Linked DNA regions of Mus musculus: region 2 is linked to region 1. A link is a contact called in public HiChIP or PLAC-seq data. All regions are on one chromosome and are shown on one strand. The core of a region is the stretch at or near the end of the contact, and the rest is flanking DNA. Distances in the headings are between cores, read along the strand shown. Region 1 overlaps Ccdc93 (coiled-coil domain containing 93). Region 2 holds the start of Ddx18 (DEAD box helicase 18).

Region 1 (4,614 bases), core at 638-3,137:
TCCCAGCCTCTTGAGTGGTGTACTGGCTGAATTTGTGTCAACTTGACACAAGCTGGAGTCATCAGAGGAAGGAGCCTCAGTTGAGAAAATGTCTCTGTAAGATCAGGCTGTAAGCAGGCCTGTAGGGAATTTTCTTAATTAGTGACCAATGAGGGAGGGCCCTGCCCATTGTGGGTGGCTCCATCTCTGGCCTGATGGTTCTATAAGAAAGTGGGCTGGGCAAACTGTGATGAGCAAGCCAGTAAGCAGCCCTCCTCTACAGCCTCTGCACCAGCTCCTGCCTCCAGGTCCCTGCCCTGTTTGAGTTCCTGTCCCAATTTCCTTCACTGATGAATGGCAAATTAAAATCAATAAACCCTTTCCTCCCCAACTTGCTTTTTGATCACAGTGTTGTCATAGCAACAGAAACCCTAACAAGACAAATGGTTTTCTGAATCCACTAATGAAACAAATCTTTAAGAAAATGCAGATGTTAACGTACAGCAATATACTTTTGTGTATGGTATATGAGTGTGTACGGATACACTGCCTGTGCTTGGTGTGCACGTGGAGGCAGAGGCTGATGCAGAGAAGTCTTCGTCTAGTTTTGCTTCTCTACCTTAATTTTTGAGACCTGATATCTCACTGAAATAGAAGTCATGGTTTCGCTATCCTCGCTGCCTAGTGAGCCCCAGTGCTGGGGTCCCAGGTGCCACAATGTGCCAGGCTCTTACCTGGACAATTAGGTTCTGAACATAGATAGGTCTTTATGCAGCAGGCACTTGACCCCTGAGCCATCTCTCCGCCCCTTCTATTGTAAAGTACACCTTTTACAATGATCTAGAGAGCAAAGTATAAAACCATGACCATGGCAAACTCCTAAAGCAGATAAAGTACGCAGATGTGGGCTGATGAGATGACTCAGTAACAGCCCGATAATCTGACTCCAGGTCCTGGAATCCACATGGTGGAAGAGAATCAACTCCCACAAGTTGTCCTCTGACCTCCACATAAGTGCTGTGGCACACTTAACAGCACCCCCAACACACGCTAAACAAACAAACAAACAAACAAACAAAATTATAAAGAGGGACCGTGCACAAGTATGTAGGGTATAATTGCTATAAAACCAAAACAGTTCTTGAAAGATCCAGAAAATACTGGCTGTGCTTTTATTACCCTGGAGTGAGTAGACAGATGGTGGGTTACAGGCATTCACTTTTTGTGTTTTGTGAGGTTTTTGTGAACTGTGTGAATATGTGACTCATTCAAACAAAACACAGGTTTAAAAAAATCCCTAGCTGAAAATGGCAGTAGTGCGGTCAGGTGTCTCATCAAACCCTCTCACTCCAAGTCTCCAAATAATCCAGGCTATGATGCTGGAACCCGGAGGTGGCTTAACTCACAGGGAACAGACGGGAGTCAGGTATGGAGTGCTAGCCAGCACAGGTGGGAAGAATGGCTTGTAGGGCTACGGCCTGTATTAGGGGAGCGAGGCTGGGTTGACAGAGCACCGAAGACAGACCGTTACCCAGAGGAGAGCATCTGAGAGCCCCAGATTGCTGGCAACAGCAGAGAGAATGGGAAGTTTCCCAGCTCTGAGTAGCTCTTACCGTCAGCTGATCTACCACACAGAAGGCAGCACCCTTCTGCAGAACAATGGAGGCAAGCTGTCGTGATGGCTAATACTGACTGTCAACTTGCCAGGATCTAGAATCACTCATGAGACAAGCTCTGGGCACACGTGTAATGGATTAGCCAGGCCAGGTTAGCCTCTGGGCAAGCCTGTGAGTTTCTCAGGAGGTTCACTGAGCTGGGAAGGCCTACCCTGTACGTGGGAGGCACCACCCCCAAGGCTGGTGACCTGGACTACAGAAAGAGGAGAACCTGAGCTGAGCACTGGCAGTCATCTGCCTGTCGCCTGGCTGGGTGAGGTGTGACCAGCTGCTCAACTCAGACAGTTCCTGCTGTCTCAACTTCTCTACCACAACTGATTACATCCTCGAACTGCCAGCCAAACTAACGCCTCCCCTCCTCAAGCTGCTTCCTGTCAGGGGTTTTGTCAGTAACAGACCAAGAAACTGGGAAGAATAGACAGTAGTATAGAGAGATAGCGAGAGGAAACATTAAACCAGATGAACACAAAACCCAGAGTACACAAACAATGGAGCACAGGTAAAAAACAGTGAACCAATTTATAAATGAATTCTGACTAGAGAAATACTACAGAGCAATATACACTTTAGATACAATGTTTGGCCGCCCACAGAGATCTGGAAAGACAGTGCTCGTTCAAAGGGAATTACCCTTCCATCTAGGGAGTCTGAGTTGTGACTGGTAGGCTTGTGGGTGATACACCTATATACGCTAGAGCTGGTAGCCCATGCTGCTAATGTGACAGCCAGCTAGTGTCCAGCTTTCCTGGAGTGGCTTTGGGGCTGTCTTCATGAGTGTCATGTGCTATCAGCATGTATGTGAGTGGTGACTGAGGGCCCTGAGGTCACAGTGCAGGTGTGTTGGGGGTGTGGTGGGGGAGGTCTGCTTACCTCTGTCAGTGTCTTCTTCCTGTCGCTGTACTTGGCTTTGAGGCTGGTATGATTCGCTTGCAGCTGTGAGTGAGAGAAAAAGGACATCTGCTTGAATGGAGTCCTTTACTCAGTACAGACTTCGATGGGACCCCTCTTTTACAATGAGAAAGTGGAAACCCAGATCGGCTTAAAACAGACTTACACAGAAGGACTTTCATTTTTATCCACTTTTACTTATTCCAGTGCTAGGGAGTTAAGCTAGGGTTCCATGCATGACCAACAGTCTACCAGTGAGCTATGTCTTAGGCTGCAGAGAAGAGAAAATAAGCCACACCCGGAAACCAGCGTGGAGCATGGCCTTGGCACGAGGAGGATTATGGGTGCATACAGCAATGCCGAGGCTTTCCATCTGGACCTGGGGAACTGAACTTACTAGGGCCTGATGCTTGCACAGTCACTCAACTTCTCAACCATCAGAAAAGAACCGGCCAACTCTCCCTCCCTTCGCCTTTGCCAGCGTTGCTTTATACATCCCCACCAGGCTCCTCAACAGCTCCACACAGGCCTTCCATTCAGCCAGTGCCCATTTATCTCTCCAGATGCAGTCAGCCATGACCTTGGGCTCCATTAGCTCTATTAGTCCCAGCATCCCAGACTTCCCCTTAGCAGTTACCATGTCACCGCAACTGTAACTGAGTGGCAGTGTGATGGCTGTTTCATTCACCGCAAGTCTCCATTACACCTTAGGGTCCTGGCAGGCAAGGCCCTGGCCCACTGTTCACTCACTTCTGTAATTTTGCTTAGCATTTAACATACACAATACTACACATGAGCAAAGAAATACCATTTTGGTCCTGTATATTTTCACATGTGTGTCTGTGTGTATGCACGGGCACACTAGCATGCTTGTGCACACATGCAGGTTCCCGCAGAGGCAATAAAGGGTGTCAGGCCCCTGAAGTTACAGCCAGCTGTGAGCAGCAAGTGTGGGTGATGGGAGTTAGAATACATGTCCTCTGCAAGTGCAAAAAGAGCCAGTGGAGGCTAATCCATCTTTCCTGCCTTGCTCTGTACTTCTGTGATCCGAGTTAATAAGCCTTTCCTATCAAGGGCCAAGCAGTACCTAGTTTATGTCTGTGGGCCATTTGGTCTCTGTTACCACTGTTCAACTCTGCTACAGTAGCTTGAAAGCAATCACAGAAAAACAGGCAAGTAGGTGAGTGCTTAGCTGTTCCAGTGAAACTTTATTCATGGGGATGCAGAGAGCTTAGGGGAAAAGCGCCTACTATGCAAGGCTGAAAACTGAAGACTGGCTCTCTAGAACCCATGTGAAAAGCTAGGTGTCAGTGTGGTAGCTTACCTTTAATTCCAGAGCTTAGGAGGCAGAGACAAGGAATAACCCTGGCAACAGCTTGCTAGACTAGTCAAAACGGTTCAGAGAGGCCTTGTCTCAGTAAATAAAGTGGACAGTGATCAAGGAAGGCTGGCGTCTACATATCCATCAGGTTCACATATGCACACCCATACACAAGTACCCCCACATACCTGCCACACACATACACACACACACACACACACACACACACACACACACACACTTTACAAAAGTACATGCAGCTAGATGGACTGACGCCTGTAGCATGCCTGCACCAGAGCCTCCTTTGACCAGTTTACCACAAGGCTCTCTCTCATTCGGTATCTCCTGACCAACTTCTCCTCTCTTGGAAGAACGGTCACTACCTGGAGTGGAAGTAGAAAGACACTCACCTCTTCCAGATGTTTGCTCTTCTGCAGAATCTGCTTATTCAAGGAAATGACTTTCCGCTGATGCAGCTGGGAGGTTCCTAACTTCTCTGGACTTTCTTCAGCGGACAGCTCAGACTGCTGTAGGAAAACCCAAAGCAGACAATGAACTCATTTCTATTCAGGTTGTCTATCCCTACTCAGTGTAAGCAAGACAGTTCTGGGCAGCCAGTCACAGCCATCCAGGGTATCTACAATGTCCTGCTCAGGACCAAAATCTAGACAGGAAAAGTCTGACAGAAACTGAGGCAGCCTGTGCTTTGGAGGAAGGGAGAGAGCATGGGTGCAGGCTGCCCAGCTAAGG
Region 2 (4,220 bases), core at 923-3,422, 89 kb before region 1:
GAGATTAGAGCAAGTGTGATCATTACTTCTAACGATTCTAAGGTGTTGGTACAACAGACTGATTTATCCCATGAATCAAAGCCCTTCTTCTCTGATTAAAATATAAGAATCTACATTTTACTTTACGACACTATTCTTGGTTCAAGGATCCCAGGAGAAATTTCAAAGAATAGCATGGGTAAAGCATAGTTGTGTAATTTAAATGTTCTCCACTCCACCCCTGTGTGTGTGTGTGTGTGTGTGTGTGTGTGCGCGCGCGCATGTTTGTGCATGTGTGTTTTCATCAAAGGATATCCTTGGATGTCAGAGTTCTTTGAAGTAACAGAATTTAATAGGATGACTCTACATAGATAGATAGATAGATAGATAGATAGATAGATAGATAGATAGACAGACAGACAGGATAGAATTTATTGGAATGACTTACAGACTGCAGACCAGCTAATCCAGCAGTGGCTAGCTGTGAACAGAAAGTCCAAGAATCCAGTAGTTGCTCAGGCCACAAGGTGGTCTCAGTTGGTCTTCAGTATATGCTGAAATCCCAAAGAAGTAGGTTCTAATGCCAGTGAAGAAAAGATGGGCTAGCAAGACCAAGGCAAGCAGGCAAAGACCATGTTCATGTCCTTATACCTTCCAGTGGAAGATGTGGCCCAGATTAAATGTGTACCTTCCAGCCTTAAGATCCAGATCAAATGTGTTTGTCTTCTTCCCTCAAAGGTCTGAACTAGAAGTGTATTCACCCACTTTAGACCAAGAAAAATAATCTTTCACGGGTGTGCCCTCCTTTTCTGGATTGTAGTTCATTCCAGAGGTAGTCAATTTGACAACAAGAATAGCCATCACAGATGTCAGTCACTATCCATCTTGAGACATGGTTTCTCCTAGACCTGGTCTTACAGGGATGCTGGCCTCTGAGCACCAGTACAACTGGCTTTCTTCCTATGAGAGGTAGATGGAACTCAGGGCTTGTATTTGCAAGGCAATCACTTTATAGACTAAGGCATCTCCTCAGCCCCAATTATAATACTTCTATAGACTTAGGAGTAATGTGTAGCTCCATTGAATGGTGACTGACATGAAAGAGGCCCTGGGTTCAATACCCAGAACTGCAATACTGAATTAAAGACTCTATCTGCATGCCCATCCCGGGACTGACTGACTGCTGACTCTCTCTCTCTCTCTCTCTCTCTCTCTCTCTCTCTCTCTCTCTCTCTCTCTGTCACACACACACACACACACACACACACACACACACACACACACACACACACACACACAATCTATGCACAATGGAGGCTGAAGGAAGACATCACCCAAATGTCCATCCTGAAACCAGGATCTTTCTCAGGCAGCGCACGAACTTCCCTGTCGGTATGTTTTCTGTAACTGTGTTTCTGTCTTCGTGGAAGTTGTGTAAAAATTCAGTGTTTTACCTATGTCATTCACCATACATCTACCGCAAACTAGCACAAAAGTGAAAGAAAGAAAGAAAAAGAAAGAAAGAAAGAGACGAGAAGAGAAGAGAAGAGAAGAGAAGAGAAGAGAAGAGAAGAGAAAAAAAGAAAAGAAAAGAAAAGAGAAAAAAAGAAAAGAAAAGAAAAGAAAAGAAAAGAAAAGAAAAGAAAAGAAAAGAAAAGAAAAGAAAAGAAAAGAAGAGTGCAACGCCCTGAAAAATTGAGGGAAAACTATACGGTGAGAAAAGACGTTTGTGTGATACAGGGTCCAAATTGAAGTGGGTTTGTTGTTGGGTTTTTGTTTTTGTTTCTTTAGTCTTTTTGTTTTGTTTGGAAGGCACTGGGGTGGAGGGGTGGAGTGCTGCCCTGTGGACCAGGCTGGTCTCAGCTCAGAGATCCACTTGCTCTTGCCTCCCTCACGCTGAGACTAAAGGTGAACACCACCATCCCCGTCTCCCAAGAAGGTTTTAAGACTTAAACCTCTTCTGACAGGATACTGGCACCTCTCTAGCAGTGAAGGGAAAGAGACTCTTCTGAGCCACAAGGAATTCCGTCTTCCAATCGGCTTTTTTATTGTGCAGTCTTGGTTTGTAAAACTCTGGGGCCATTAGCAAGGCGAACGGGTTCACAACGAGTCGTCCTCCAGTCGCCAGGGGGCGCTGCAGGAAATTCGGTCTCCAAAGGGAACCCAGCTCTCACCAGGAACTGTTTCCGCCCGAAGCATTTCCGCCCCGCGGGTCCGCAGGCTCCAGCGGTACACTTCCGACTTGCAATTGCGCACGTGCATCTGTCTCGGTGCAGACGGCTGGGCGGCCTGGCAAGATGTCGCAGTTACAGATGAAACTCCTGCGCAGGAAGATCGAGAAGCGGAATGCCAAGCTGCGGCAGCGAAACCTGAAGCTGCAAGGTGAGCTGTGCTGAACCCCGCACTGGCGAACGACGTGGGGAACCCAGGAACTCGGCGGTGCGCTGGGCAGCTTCCGGCGGGAGCCGGGGATGCGCGGCACGAGCAGGCCGCCTGGGTCCCAGCCCCCGTGGACCCTTCATTGGTTCTGCCCTTTGCCGGCGTGGCTTTCTCGACTCAGGGTGAAAGCGGGAGGCCTCGGACTTTCTTCCCCAACTTTCTATTGGCAAGAAAACCTGCAGATTACCCTAGACCCCCCCATCAGCATCTTTAGTCCCCACGTAGAACTTTGTATCCATTACGGTTCCCGACTTTCACTTAATTGCTCGATCTCATCCCCTGCCCAAACTTACGAATTGTTTTCCTCGGAGCTTTCCCAGTGATACAGCTCTCTCCCCCAAACCCGTTCTTTTCATTCCTGCAGCGATCCTCTTCATATGTTAGGCAGAACCCTCCCAGTGTTTTTTGTCGCGCACAACTTAGTGAATTCCTTAACGTCTTGGTTTTGGCACAAGGGCTTAAATGAAAAATTTACACATGTCACTTTCTTGTTGCAGTTTCTGTAGCTTGTTTAGGTTACCTACCTGTAGGGGTTCTTAGCCTTTGTAATGCTGTACCCCTTTAATACAGTTCCTCATATTGTGTTGACACACACACACCATAAAATAACCTCGTTGCTACTTCATGGCTGTAATTTTGCTATTATGAATCGTAATGTAAATATCTGGTATGAGACAACTGTAGTGGGGGTTGGGGGGTCGAGAGATCAGTATGTTGAGGATCGCTGAATAATTGTCTAGACCCACGCAATTTTCAACAGATAGTATTTGAAAGACATCCCAGAGGGGATGGTGGATTTTAGGCAAAAGTATTGATGTTCCTTCACTTAGTACCTGTAGAATAATTAATGCTACTTAGTAGCTACTTCTTGGTGTGGGTAATGATGTAAATTAAAGATGGTGTTGCCTTCATTCTCTTTGTATGAAAATGGAAAACTTGTGAGGATAGTTTGGGGCTTTAATAGGGTTTTAATGAGTGGTTTTCGTTTACTGAATTTTCAGTTCACCAAAGTCTAGGAAAGTTGGGTTTGAATGAAGTGAAATTATATAAGTAATAATTGTGGGAATGCGAAGTAAATATCATTCAGTTATATTTATCAGACACTTGGCCGTGGCTGTTCCAGTACTAGCTCTGTATACCAGGCTGGCCTCAAACTCATAGAGATCCACCAGCTTCTGCCTTTCATGTACTAGGACTAAAGGTGTGTGCCAACACCAGCAGGCCAAATGCTTAATGTTAAAATATATATTTCTCCTCATTGCTGTTTACTAATCATTTGATTTAATTATGTGATCTTGCTGACATTTTTCTGTCACAAATTTCTATATAGCCGTAAACAGATAGGGTCTTTTGAAGTTAAAACAACTTTCCTTTACTGACATTTTTTTTTTCCATAAAGAAAATGTGCCTTTTCTATAATAGAGTACCAATATTTGGTTTTAACAGTGAACATACAAGAAAAACTAAATGATTGGGGTTCCAGAAAACCCATAATTTCTCCTGTGAAGGTCAGTGTTTATAAGTAAGCTTTCTCTTGTCACAGTGTAAGTTCTGTTTTTAAACAGAAACATCAGACACAAGCCTGTCCCAACCTCAAAATGGAGATGTGCCTAAAGAAACAGGAAAAGGTGGAAAAGTGAAAAAGGCCCTGAAACGTTCTGTGCCTGTGGACTCAGCAGAAGCACAAAGTGGAGGCATGCCTGAGGAGACCTTGGAAAATGGCAAAGTTAAAAAGTCACCCCAGAAACTCACAACTTTAGCCAACGGAGAAGCAGCACCAACACCACCTCCTGATTCAGAAG

The links. HiChIP or PLAC-seq counts read pairs in DNA pulled down with a chosen protein or histone mark.
Region 2: a contact with region 1 is called in an H3K27ac HiChIP or PLAC-seq map of microglia, with 3 times the contacts expected there. The contact joins the promoter of Ddx18 here to the enhancer-like site in region 1. A contact is called at or near these places in 2 of 39 promoter capture datasets (HPC-7-derived erythroid cells and hippocampal neurons), 9 of 484 Hi-C or Micro-C datasets (the G1E-ER4 cell line, the HPC-7 cell line, cerebral cortex and 5 more), 4 of 115 datasets of contacts at active chromatin or transcription factors (double positive thymocytes, effector CD8 T cells, embryonic stem cells and 1 more) and 3 of 9 other capture datasets (adipose tissue, liver and pancreatic islet).

Annotation. Positions count from the first base shown.
Region 1 is chr1:121,475,809-121,480,422 of GRCm38.p6, reverse strand. Ccdc93 (coiled-coil domain containing 93) reads right to left here. Exons shown (of 24, transcript NM_001025156.2): 12 at 4,275-4,391; 13 at 2,526-2,588. Among named protein-coding and RNA genes, the nearest start is that of Gm35243, 47 kb to the right of the region's middle. Within about 2 kb of position 1,887, at least 82 of the 459 cell types and tissues checked have an H3K27ac peak or open chromatin away from gene starts, as enhancers often do. A contact at or near this core is called in the G1E-ER4 cell line, the HPC-7 cell line, cerebral cortex and 3 more, where this site is marked.
Region 2 is chr1:121,565,932-121,570,151 of GRCm38.p6, reverse strand. Ddx18 (DEAD box helicase 18) reads left to right here and starts at 2,172. Exons shown (of 13, transcript NM_025860.3): 1 at 2,172-2,361; 2 at 3,984-4,220. The coding sequence starts at 2,277.